4 separate regions of the Mus musculus genome follow, and all the other regions are linked to region 4. The links are chromatin contacts, called in public promoter capture Hi-C maps. All regions are on one chromosome and are shown on one strand. Each heading gives the region's core, a stretch centred on a gene start, on an enhancer-like site or on the middle of the called end of the contact. The rest is flanking DNA. Distances are from core to core; before and after follow the strand shown.

The links. Promoter capture Hi-C pulls out the DNA fragments that hold promoters and counts their contacts.
Region 1: a promoter capture Hi-C map of liver shows a contact between it and region 4. The contact joins the enhancer-like site here to the promoter of Nr2c1 in region 4. A contact is called at or near these places in 7 of 39 promoter capture datasets (the 3T3-L1 cell line, 3T3-L1-derived adipocytes, the C10 cell line and 4 more), 1 of 484 Hi-C or Micro-C datasets (bone marrow-derived macrophages), 5 of 115 datasets of contacts at active chromatin or transcription factors (bone marrow-derived macrophages, embryonic stem cells, fetal liver and 1 more) and 5 of 9 other capture datasets (adipose tissue, embryonic stem cells, liver and 2 more).
Region 2: a contact with region 4 is called in a promoter capture Hi-C map of liver. The contact joins the enhancer-like site here to the promoter of Nr2c1 in region 4. A contact is called at or near these places in 7 of 39 promoter capture datasets (the 3T3-L1 cell line, the HPC-7 cell line, liver and 2 more), 2 of 484 Hi-C or Micro-C datasets (both in bone marrow-derived macrophages), 3 of 115 datasets of contacts at active chromatin or transcription factors (bone marrow-derived macrophages, memory CD8 T cells and pancreatic cancer cells) and 4 of 9 other capture datasets (adipose tissue, liver, macrophages and 1 more).
Region 3: a contact with region 4 is called in a promoter capture Hi-C map of the HPC-7 cell line. The contact joins the enhancer-like site here to the promoter of Nr2c1 in region 4. A contact is called at or near these places in 2 of 39 promoter capture datasets (the HPC-7 cell line and liver), 2 of 484 Hi-C or Micro-C datasets (the HPC-7 cell line and bone marrow-derived macrophages), 1 of 115 datasets of contacts at active chromatin or transcription factors (effector CD8 T cells) and 4 of 9 other capture datasets (adipose tissue, embryonic stem cells, liver and 1 more).

What each region holds. Positions count from the first base shown.
Region 1 is chr10:94,007,360-94,010,372 of GRCm38.p6, forward strand. All of the region lies in intron 1 of Vezt (vezatin, adherens junctions transmembrane protein), which reads right to left. Among named protein-coding and RNA genes, the nearest start is that of Vezt, 27 kb to the right of the region's middle. Within about 2 kb of position 1,447, at least 7 of the 459 cell types and tissues checked have an H3K27ac peak or open chromatin away from gene starts, as enhancers often do. A contact at or near this core is called in liver, where this site is marked.
Region 2 is chr10:93,942,948-93,945,833 of GRCm38.p6, forward strand. No RefSeq gene overlaps it. Among named protein-coding and RNA genes, the nearest start is that of Mir331, 19 kb to the right of the region's middle. Within about 2 kb of position 1,489, at least 79 of the 459 cell types and tissues checked have an H3K27ac peak or open chromatin away from gene starts, as enhancers often do. A contact at or near this core is called in bone marrow-derived macrophages, liver, macrophages and 1 more, where this site is marked.
Region 3 is chr10:93,914,856-93,917,728 of GRCm38.p6, forward strand. No RefSeq gene overlaps it. Among named protein-coding and RNA genes, the nearest start is that of Metap2, 25 kb to the left of the region's middle. Within about 2 kb of position 1,281, at least 33 of the 459 cell types and tissues checked have an H3K27ac peak or open chromatin away from gene starts, as enhancers often do. A contact at or near this core is called in the HPC-7 cell line, where this site is marked.
Region 4 is chr10:94,146,499-94,149,482 of GRCm38.p6, forward strand. It overlaps Nr2c1 (nuclear receptor subfamily 2, group C, member 1), which reads left to right and starts at 1,433. Exons shown (of 14, transcript NM_011629.3): 1 at 1,433-1,604.

The DNA of each region.
Region 1 (3,013 bases), core at 197-2,696, 140 kb before region 4:
TTTATAAAAAGATTTCTTAAGCAATTTTTTAATCCAAATTTTTGTTGTCTTTAAGTAAACCATTCTAAAATAGGCAGTGCTGGCTATTGTTAATTGCTAAGAGGTCCTACAGTGAAACAGTAATTACTTAAAGCCAAGAAAACCTAAATATATTCATTATAATATTATGTGTAATGTTGTAGATAACACTTTCTTTAGCACTAATATGCACATTACCCACCATGCTTGACACTACAAGCAAAACTCAAGTTCCTTTAAAAACGCAAGTTCACTCAACATATTAGGCAATGCCAGATACGAGAGTGAGACTTTTTTTTTTTTAAAAACCAAACAATCCATGAGATTACAGTGGTTAAAAATACAAGCATCTTATGATGGGAGTGACAGAACACCCCCATATTCTCAGAATTGAGGAGGTTGAAGGCCAGTCTGGGTCACTTGTTAAGATCCTGTCTGACAACAAATAAAAAAATTAAAATAAGGTAACTCTGGAAGCAAAGTTTAGGTTCAAATTCCAACTCTTGACTGTCACTAGATAAATAATCTGTGACAATTTATAAGCCATGGTTACTTCAGTTGTCTCACCTAAAAACAGGATACTTATATTCAATGCAGAGAGATCCCTACATACATTTAATTCCATGTTTGAGAAGTAGAGGGACAGAGGGGCAGAAGCAAAAGCAGAGGCATAATCTCTTGAGTTTTAAATCAGCATGGTCTATATAGTGAGACTATGTCTCAAAAACAAACAAAAAACCCAGGAAGCATTTAGAAGAATCCAGGCATATATCTTTCTGTAAGTTATGGGGGGGTTGGTGGGGGGGAGACGGGCATAGGTTAAGGGACAGATCCCGTCCCTGGCCCCAAGTGTTGTGTACCTGTTTCCTCCAAGACTGAGACATTCTGCCCTACAGGGAAGCTCTTTACTCAGGGAGATAAACAACTCAAAACATCTTCAGGAAGACCCTGAAACTGATCAAACTCACTAGACCCCTCCCTGCCAGAGAATGAAATTAAAGCTGAGACTCTCAGACAAAGCTGAGCTACAAAGAAGACTCTCAGACAAGCTAAGCTACAAAGAACATCTTGAGATCAGACTTGTCGGAGAAGCAGAAGCTGTGGTGTTTGGAAGAGGTTTAAAGCACCTGAGGCACCTGGAAAGGACACTCTCCCAACTTGTTGAGCCGCCTGCAAGCTGTGCAGCCTGCTCCAGGCTCCCAGCTTTGTGAGCTGTCACCAGTCCTGGGGGTGGGTTTTGGTGATGCAGCTGTCTTTGAGTCATTCCTGCTCCTGTAAGTGACCCCTCACCTGTATTCCTGTAGCTCCAATAAAACTCACTGCTTCACCAAGTTGGATTTTAGTGGTATCTGTATTTTGGTCTGTCCTGGGCCCCATGTCTGGGGTGAGTAGACAAGTGTTTGACTTCTCCCCAGAAAAAGTTTGTTATGCAATACCAAGTCATCCCAATTCCATTAAACAGAAACACACTGTTACTATCAGATGAAATCTATGGAGGAAGTTACCTTAGATGAGTAGCAAATACACACACACACACACACACACACACACACATATATAAAACAAATAAACTTTGAGGTGGGTAGAGAAAAGGCCCAGCAGTTAAGAGCACTTGTGTTCTTGCAGAGGACCAAGGTTTGGCTCCAGCACCCACTGTGGCAGTTCATAACTGTCCATAACTAACTCCAGTTCTTGGGGATCTGACACCCTCTTTTCTCCTCCACAGGCACCAAGCATGCACTTGGTAAACAGACAGTCATGTAAAACATCCATACACAAAAAATAAACACATTTTTTAAAAGCCTTGATTCCATTCCATGAGATACGCAAATCTTTTTTTTTTTTTGTTTTGTTTTGTTTTTTGGGTTTTTTTGTTTGTTTGTTTGTTTGAGACAGAGTTTCTCTGTTTAGCCCTGGCTGTCCTGGAACTCACTCTGTAGACCAGGCTGGCTTCGAACTCAGAAATCCACCTGCCTCTGCCTCCCAAGTGCTGGGATTAAAGGCGTGGGCCACCACTGCCCAGCTGAGATACCCATCTTAAAAAGGCGCATGCCTTTAATCCTAGCACTTGGGAGGCAGAGGCAGGTGGATTTCTGAGATTGAGGCCAGCCTGGTCTACAGAGTGAGTTCCAGGACAGCCAGAGCTACACAGAGAAACCCTGTCTGGAAAAAAAAAAAACAAAAACAACAACAAAAAAAAACCTGTCAATCAGTGTTAGAGACACAGCTCCAAAACCAGCAACAGAGCTGCCAGCTAAAGTAGGGAAGAGAGACACAAACTCTCCAAATGCACTCTAGTTTACTCAGCAACAGCAAAGGATGGAAATCTTGGGTGCTCATGTGCCATGGTGGACATTCTCAGAGGGTCAGGGCAAGGAAAGAGCTTTTTGTTTTTGTTTTTTTAAAGATTTATTTATTTATTTTATGTATATGAGTACACCACTGCTCTCTTCAGACACACCAGAAGAGGGCATCAGATCCCATCACAGATGGTTGTGAGCCACCATGTGGTTGCTGGGAATTGAACTCAGGACCTCCGGAAGAGCAGTCATTGCTCTTAACTGCTGAGCCATCCCTCCAGCTCAAGGAAATGTTTTTAAGGGCCAAATGAACCACTGGCTCAGGGGCAGGTGGAAGGAGCTAATTTTTTTCATTGGAGCTCTGGCTGTTGCTACTGGAGGGTCTGTATAGAACTGACAGAGCCAGAAAACGTCCTTTTAGGGCATAGCCCTCTTTGGCAGTAACTGTTACTGTCAGGCATGCGCCTGGCAGACAAAGGAGCTCCAGGAAAGGTTTGACTTGGGTTTGCATGAGTCACTCATTTGCTACAGACAACTTTGACACAACAAACTTTGTGACAAAACCTTAAGTATCTGACTTGTCCTATCTCACTGACTGCTCTATGGGGCATTCTCAATGTATCATTATTAATGTTATTCCCTTATCTAGATGATACAACATATCTACTCAGCCAGAAGGATGGGACTGAATAAAG
Region 2 (2,886 bases), core at 239-2,738, 200 kb before region 4:
CCCTGTACTGGGGCATATAAAGTTTGCAAGTCCAATGGGCCTCTCTTTGCAGTGATGGCCGACTAGGCCATCTTTTGATACATATGCAGCTAGAGACAAGAGCTCCGGGGTACTGGTTAGTTCATATTGTTGTTCCACCTATAGGGTTGCAGTTCCCTTTAGCTCCTTGGGTAATTTCTCTAGCTCCTCCATTGGGGGCCGTGTGACCCATCCAATAGCTGACTGTGATCATCCACTTCTGTGTTTGCTAGGCCCCGGCATAGTCTCACAAGAGAGAGCTATATCTGGGTCCTTTCAGCAAAATCTTGCTAGTGTATGCAATGGTGTTAGCATTTGGAAGTTGATTATGGGATGGATCCCTGGATATGGCAATCACTAGATGGTCCATCCTTTCGTCACAGCTTCAAATTTTGTCTCTGTAACTCCTTCCATGGGTGTTTTGTTCCCATTACAGGGTGTTCTTGTAGGGATAATCTCTTATGCATTTGTAAAAACACCATTTGTCAATAAAAAAATTGCTAGCCAATTAGTTTTGAGGCAGGATTAGAACGTGGGACATCTGGCGGGGGCGGGGGGGGGAGAGACTAATTCTGGGAAATAGTCATGTGGGAGGATTTGCCACTCGGGCTCGGAGGAAGTCGGTCTTATGAACTGAGGAGAGGTAACCAGCCATTTGGCAGACATAGAATAATAGGATGATTGAGTTGCGAGCTAGTCGGGGAACAAGCCTAGCTTAAGGCCTAGGTCTTTATTAATAAATAATAAGCCTGCAAGTTCTTTTTTTTTCCCATTTTTTATCAGGTATTTAGCTCATTTACACTTCCAATGCTATACCAAAAGTCCCCCATATCCACCCACCCCCACTCCCCTGCCCACCCACTCCCCCCCCCTTGGCCCTGGTGTTCCCCTGCACTGGGGCACACAAAGCCCGCAAGTCCAATGGGCCTCCCCTTCCAGTGATGGCCGACCAGGCCATCCTTTGATATATATGCAGCCAGAGTCAAGAGCTCCGGGGCACTGGCTAGTTCATAATGTTGCTCCACCCATAGGGTAAGCCTGCAAGTTCTTATTCAGGAACTGGGACATGGGTGGAAAAGACCACAGTTACGTGTTCTTTAAACACACGGACATGACCGTGCCGTTCTCCTACTTAGCCTCTACAGCAGTGGTTCTTAACCCTTTTAATGCTGCAACCCTTTAATACAGTTCCTCATGGTGTGGTGCTCCACCCCCCATAAGAATCATTTCATTACTACTTCATAACTGTAATTGTCTTACTGTTATGAATTGTAATGTTAGTATCTCATATGCAGTTCCTGAAGGGGTTGTGACACACAGACTGAGAACTGCTGCTCTAAGACCTTCCCTTTGGATCCAGTGGAAGTTCCCACTGCTTGGCTCCCACGCTAACCCCAGAACTATGCTGAGGGGTGAATCAGAGCTTGAAAGGCTTGCCCTTCATCAGACTAAGCCTGCAAACGCCAAAGGCCTGGAGTCTGGCAAAGCACCAGCTGCTCCTGGTGAGTTGTCTTTAGGGCGCTGCCCTCGGGGAGCCCTAAATAGCTTCCTGGGAGTGTGTCATCGTTTGTTTATGGGTCTGGTGGCCCTGTCTGAAACCTAGTAGGGAAAAATACCATGTCTTTGAATGAATGAGAAGCTAGAAAGCTTGACTTCCCACAAGGATTTCCTGGTCGCTCCCCCCCCCCCCCCTTCACACACCAGAACGATTTGCATCTGCCTGGGCTTCTCCTTCCCTTTGCCTACTCATACAGAGCAAAACTCAAGACTGCACAGCCCACCTTAGGAGTCGGCACGGACATTACTGGAGTGACGCAGGTCAGGTCTCACTTTTAAGAAGTGCATGCACATAAGCTAGCGAGGAAATAGCCATTTCCAACCAAGTAGAACCACTCCGTAAGTAAAATAGCCTCATCCAAGTTTCTAGAGAGGGCAAAGCTAACATACAGTGACAGATAGGCCAAACTGTGGGACTAATAGATGCCCACGATGGGTCAGGAGCTGAAGCAAGCGCGGTTTCCTTGCTGGACATTTCTAGTCATTTTATGAGTTCCGTATCCCTTAAAAGAAACAAACAAACAAAATAGGATATTTGTTTCATTTCTTACATTACACAAGTAAAGTAATATATAGTATTCCCTTAGGTAAAACTATGAAAATGTGTATTAATCAGTCAATCCCCTTTTTGTAAGTAAGAGAAGCAGAGTAATTTGCCTGAGGCCACACAGGCAAGTAGTGGAACCCAGGTTTGAACTCCGGCTGCTTTCAAAGTTCACAGTTTACTTCACTAGGCTATTTTACTTGAGGAGTGATTCACTAATGATCACCCAGCTCCTGTCAGCCTATTAGACCCTGGGAATCTTGGCAGAGGAGATGGTTGAGAGGAAACACACATCCTGGTTAAGTTGTACTCACCTGACATCTAGATCCAAGGCTTCTCAGCTGAATGAAGTTAGTTTAGTTCCTGACAGGGGGAAAGTGGACAACTCACCCACTCCTGACCCTCTGAAACAACCAGGTTCCTATTTAAACCCTGGCTGTCAAGCCGAGAGAAGGTTTACACTTCAGCCTGCTGAACTGTCTCTCTGTCCACTGGGTGACAGTGTTGATCCATTGGAAATAAACGTGTCTTGTCCTTGAGCCAGAAAACTCCAGGCCCCTAAAAAGGGAAGACTGCAGGCAGATGGTGTTTGGAGGGTCAGCTGGATAGGCACAGCTTCATGTCGGCTCTTAGAATGAGGCCGAATGGATTTATGTTGTAACTTTCAGTGGAAAATGTGTGTGTGTGTGTGTGTGTGTGGGAGGAATCATCTGTTATCCCATTAAGATTCAATTTCTTTGAAGATAGATAAGATCGTCACAGTAAAT
Region 3 (2,873 bases), core at 31-2,530, 230 kb before region 4:
CATGAGAGATTCTGACTCAATTGAAGAAGACACGTGCTGTCAAACTCTGGCTCCCACATACTCATTCATATATGTATATAGACATTCGCATACATGTGTATAGATATAAACCACATGCAAACATTATCATGTGTATGTATATGTGTATGTAGCTCTATATATGTATGGAGAGTGTTCCAGGTGTATGGCGGCCGGCCCATGGCCCACAGTGTCATTCCTCAGGTGCTGTTTGCCTAAATTTTTTGGGACAGCGTCTCTCGTTAGCCTAAAGCTTGTCAAATAAGCTAGGCTATTTGGCTGGCAAGCCTCGTGGATCTGTTGCCTTTGCCTCCCTGGAGGCAGGATTACTAGTGTGTATTAATGCATCTGGATTTTTAAAAACATGAGCTCTGGAAACTCCAACTCGGGTCCCTTGTGCTTGGAAAGCAAGCTCCTCGCTGATGGAGCCCGCCCCCTGGTCCTTTTCGGATGGAATCAGGCACCCAGCCGTTTGCCATTGGAGTCGGCTCCCCGGCCCCACCAACTGTACTGATTAGCAGTTCTTAGTACTCTGACTCTCTGTTGGGTGGGTTACCCATCCCCAGTGCCTTCAGTGACTGTCCACCGCCACCCTAGACTGAGATTCGGGGCTGGTTTCCTGGGAACTTAGACCTGCGGGAGATGGGGGCGGGGGGCGGGGTTAGCCTCTGTCCCTCAGACTAGAGATGACAAACATCACTGCCAATGCCTTGAGAAAAGCAGCAGAGACCATCATCTTTGCTCACACAGGGGCTGTTGGTCTTTACATAAAACGATGCTGTGTTTTTGAAAGCAATGCTTTCAAAAGCTAATTGGGAGTTTTGCTGAGTGCCACCACCCACTTGGCATTTGACTAACTTGGCATTTATACCAAACAAAAGTCCCTTCCACCTTGTAGAGTTTTACACAGGAGCTTTTGTATCTAAATTTTTGGCCCTGTTAGCAAGGAGGGAAAGAACGCTTTCTTCCAGGGATTAAGGGACTTTACACTTTAGAGGTGAGCTTTCCTTTCCTTTAGAACAACCCAAAAGGTGCATTTGCAGAAAATCAAAGAAAAGTAGACTCCTGTCTAGGCAAGTGCTCGGGTCTGGGCTCGGGAAACGGTAATTAGGGTCAGGTTTCTGGGTGGGTTTCTAAATGTGTGTTAAGCTGCCATTCTGCCAGCCCTCTGTGCTTATAAATGGAGGGGTGTGCACATGTTCTAGGGAGGCAGTCTCTAAGTGCCTCGCCTTGGTCAGAGTGTTCAGAAAGTCTACCCACTCGTTTTTTGGGTTTTGGTTGGTTGGTTTTGTTTTCTTTGTTTCCTGTGTGGTTTGTCTCCTCAGCCGTTGTCCGTGGGACTCCGAGAATCATGGAGCTATGCAGTTGCAGACTCGAAGCTCAGCTGCATCTCCTGTGCTGTGGAAGGGGACTGTACCTCAAGGGGCAGAGCCCTGTGCTCTCAAAGCCAGAAAAGGGAGAGGGAGAGGGGGTGGGGGAGGGGGAGGGGAGGAGAAGGGGGGAAAGAGAGAGGGAGAGGGAGGGTGGGAGGGGGAGGGGGAGAGAAGAGAGAGAACAATTGTAATCCAGCATAGCAAGAGAAGACACAGAAAAGGAAGAGAGAGGGGGAGGGGGAGAGAGAGAGAATGAGAGCAAGAGAGAGCAATTATAATCTAGCATTGCAAGAGAATACACAGAAAAAGGAGAGACAGAGAGCGCTCAATTGTTGTAATCCAGCATTTTTATTTTCCAGCCGTCAGGTAATCAAGTACCTGGCCCCCATGCGCCTGACTCTGGTTTCTTCAACGGTGGCGTGGCTATTTATTATCCACCCCCTCCTTTTGTTGATCAACTCCATATCTTCAATTATTTACTTAGACCTTTAAAACAAATTGGTGTGGTTTGGTTTGGTTTGGTTTGGTTTGTTTGATTGCTTTATTTATGTATATAAGTTCTCTGTCTTTCTGTATGTCTACATTACAGATAGTTGTGAGCCACCAAGTGGTTGCTGGAAATTGAACTCAGGACCTCTGGAAGAGCAACTAGTGCTCTTAACCACTGAACCATCTCTCCAGTGTTTGGCTTGAGGTTACTGCATGCATGCCGTGCCTGCAGAGGCCAGAAGAGGGCGATAAATAACCTGGGACTGGAGTTAGAGAGGTTTGTCAGCAGCAACCTGGGTACTGGGAATCAAACCAGGGTCCTCTGGAGGAGCAGCCAGTGTTCTTAATCACTGAGCCATCCCTACAGCCCACTCCAAATCCTTTTTACACTTTCCTTTTTAGTATAGCTCTTACTCCAAACCCTAACTGCATATTTATTTATTTATTTATTTATTTATTTATTTATTTATTTATGTTTTTCTAGACAGGGTTTCTTCTTGTAGCCCTGGCTGTCCTGGAACTCACTCTGTAGACCAGGCTGGCCTCGAACTCAGAAATCCGCCTGCCTCTGCCTCCCAAGTGCTGGGATTAAAGGCGTGCGCCACCACTGCCAGTCTCTAACTGCACAATTAATGTGTGTGCATTCACTGATGCTGTACCCACTCACCCCTGATGCACACACACAGAATCTGATTCTCAACCAAACACCCAAGGAGCCTTGCTAACATCCGCCTGCTTCACTTTAGGAAATTTCAATGCACCTCAATGAAAACACCAGGCTTTCTGATCTGATGTGCTGATCTGAAGGGACAGTTTTAGACATGTTTCTCCTCATGCTTCTCTGAGATTCTCTTGTTCTTAGCTTCCCTATAGACCCACTTTAACATGCTAAATCGTCCCAAGATTCCTTCCCGCTCTGAGCCAGAGTTCGGGTACTTCCCATCCTTCTCAGGTACTGGGATCTGCCCAATGCTATCTTCATTTTCTCCAAAC
Region 4 (2,984 bases), core at 183-2,682:
TTGCTTTTGATAAAGACAGTCAAGTAAAATTTGACACGACTTTGCCTCAGCCTGTTCTCATATTGCTGGGAAGTTCTATGGGATTGGGCTCTAGGCAGACAGTGTTATCACTCTGCTCAGGCAGGGGGAAGTTTCCCCAAATCGTGATGTTACAGCTCTTCTGGAAAAGGTAGCCTGGCCACCATGAGCCAAGGAATACCACAGAGTCACATCCACACCACACAAGAAACCTCCCACGAGATTTGCTGGAAGGAAAAAAAAAAAAAACAGGAAAATGGCTGCCTCTTCAAGAAACTTCAGGGAACTGGGCAGAAAAATGGACTTTATATAGGGTTTCTTGGAGTGTGGGGTTTTCCAGGGTGGCCTGCGATGGGAGGATTATGTGGCTTGATCTTGGCCAAAGCTTTGAGGGTTGGTGGGATTCTGTGATCAGACTCTGGGACAAGGTCTTGGGCTTGGGTCAAGTCAGGGTCAGGGTGTTCTTTCCTGGGCCCTGTTATCCTACACAGACTCCTTAGCACTGGTGAACTAATCTAAGAGAGTGCCCACAACAAAGTCCAGTTTTCCAGACATTAAAGACACCTAACCCAGACCCATTCGGTTGTTTATTATTTCTCAAACCAAAACTTCCTTTAAGGGGCAAGAGAGATGGCTCAGCTGTTAAAGAGCATTGGCTGCTCTTGTAGAGGGCCCAGGTTCAATTCCGAGTACCTGCATGGCTACTCAAAACGATCTGTAAGTTCACATCTAGAGGATCTGATGGCCTCCACCTAGACTAGGTACACCTAGATGCATAGATGCAGGTAAAACGCCCGTATTAATGAAATTTAAAAACAAAACAAACCGCTACAGCACTGGAGAGGGAGGCAGGAGAATCACTAGTTAAAAGACTAGTCTGGGTTCTGACAGGCCAGGTCTCAAAAGACTTGTCTTTTTCTTTCCTTCCTTCTTTCTTTCTTCCTTCCTGCCTTCCTCCCTTCCTTTCAAGAGTTTTACTCTTAGTGTGTAGGGTGTTCGGCCTGCACATATGTTTGTGCACAGAAGAGGGCACCAAATCCAATGGAACTGAAGTTACAGAAGATGACCACAGACCAGGTGGGTGTTAGGAATCAAGCCAAGTTCTCTGGAGGAACCACAAGTCCTCTTAACCATTGAGCCATCTCTCCAGCCCTCGGTCGTCCTTGATTTCCAATTACGTGTGTTTGGGTATGTGCACTTGGGTGCGCGTGCCCGCGGAGGCCAGACACCAGAGTTGCAGGTATTGGAAGAACTTGATGCTATCTATCATCCTCACAGGGCATCGGGTGGACACGCAGCTGCGGCGGCGCTCTCCCTCCACACCTACAGGGGGCAATCGACTTCCAGAACCGCCGCTGGACTCCGGGGCCCTCGGCTTCGCCCAGGGAACGTCACCACCGCCGGCCGCTTCTCCACCGCGCTAATGCGCAGGCGCCAAGAGCACCACGCACCGCCAAGCCGAGGGTGGGGTCACGAACTCTGACCCCCACCCCCAAAACACAAACTCAGAAAGCTCCCCTGTCCCCTTGGCCTCGGGTCCCCTCGCCTCTGCTCTCTCCAGCCCAGCGGCCGCCGCGGCGGGAGGGGTAAGTCGGGTGCGGGGCGGCCCAACCGCCGAGCGTCGTGGCCCGAGCGCCCGTGTCCCTGAGTGTCCCAGCTCCCGGTTACCGGAGAGCCGGACATTAGCGGATTGCCCAAAGCCTTGGGAGGCCGGGCCGGGCCGGTGACCTTTCACCTAAAGGGAACGCTTCCGTCTCGGCGCCGCTTCCCCCGCCCCGGGGCTGCGCGCGTGGTGGGTGCAGGGCAGGGAGCTGCGGGGCGCAGGACCGGAGGGACCATGTACCCCGGGGCTACGGGATGACACCTCCTCCGGCTCAGGATTCTGCTTGCATGAGAGGACCAGCATCCGCTGTGGCTGTTTCTCTGAGGGAAGGTGGCCTAGGGCTATCTCATGCACTGGGCACATCAAAGCTTCCAGTAGCTCTTTTGTTAGGAGCACTGCCTGAGTTTCTGCAGACAACATCTCATGATGTGCAGATATTGCCAGGCTGTCCCCTACCCCTGAGTTAAGCAGGTCAGCCAAAGCTGGAAAGGACAAGCAAAAGAGACTTGAAGTTAAATCCGTTTAGGGCTTTTTTTTCCACCGCTTGGAAGTTGTTAGTGTGTCTTAGACTTCAAGGAAGGGGTTGTTCTTTGTTTTTAAAACAGTGTCTGCTTGTTTACCGGGTTGAGTAATTGTCTCTAAACTTTACGTGTCTACTTTGGTAAATTTGGAAAGAGATTATTGATCTGTTCTAATCAAACAGCAAACATGAAAAAGGAAATCGTTTGGGGAGGGTGTCTTGGGAGTTGTAGTTTGGTGGGACAGAAATGCAAGTACATTAGAGAAGATTCCAGGAAGGGAAGAAAAAGTGGGAGTTTATTGTGGACCATTTAACATTGAGAAAGAACAGAAAGCCTGGATGACCTGCAGGAAGGAGCCAGGCTGGTGACACATGCCTGTAATCCCAGTACTCAGGAGGCTAAAGCAAAGCAGGAAAGGTCACCTGGAGTTCTTGTGGAGACTGGCTTGGAAATCATGTATCCAAACCCCAGAAGATGTATAGAAGATAAAGGAAAGGTCTTACGTCCTTTGTATCAACATGGCCAGTAACCTTTTGGTGTGCATCTTGAACCTTTGGATACAGTGTAAGTTTTCCAATTGCAATCATTCCAAAGACCTATTAGTCTAAGGGTGGCAGTAACCACAATTCCCGTTTCCAAGTTAGACCTTCTGTACAGTTCTAGCCTGTAGGACACCCTTTATAGCCTCCTAACTCTGGTTTCAAAGGTCGTTTTAATGTTGCTTCTATTGTCATTAAAGAAGATACTTGATGCTTGTATCCATTACAAACTAAACATATGGTGACAATAAATTTAACCAATTTCATGATTTCATCATTCTGTGTAACGCTTTCAAGGTGAAA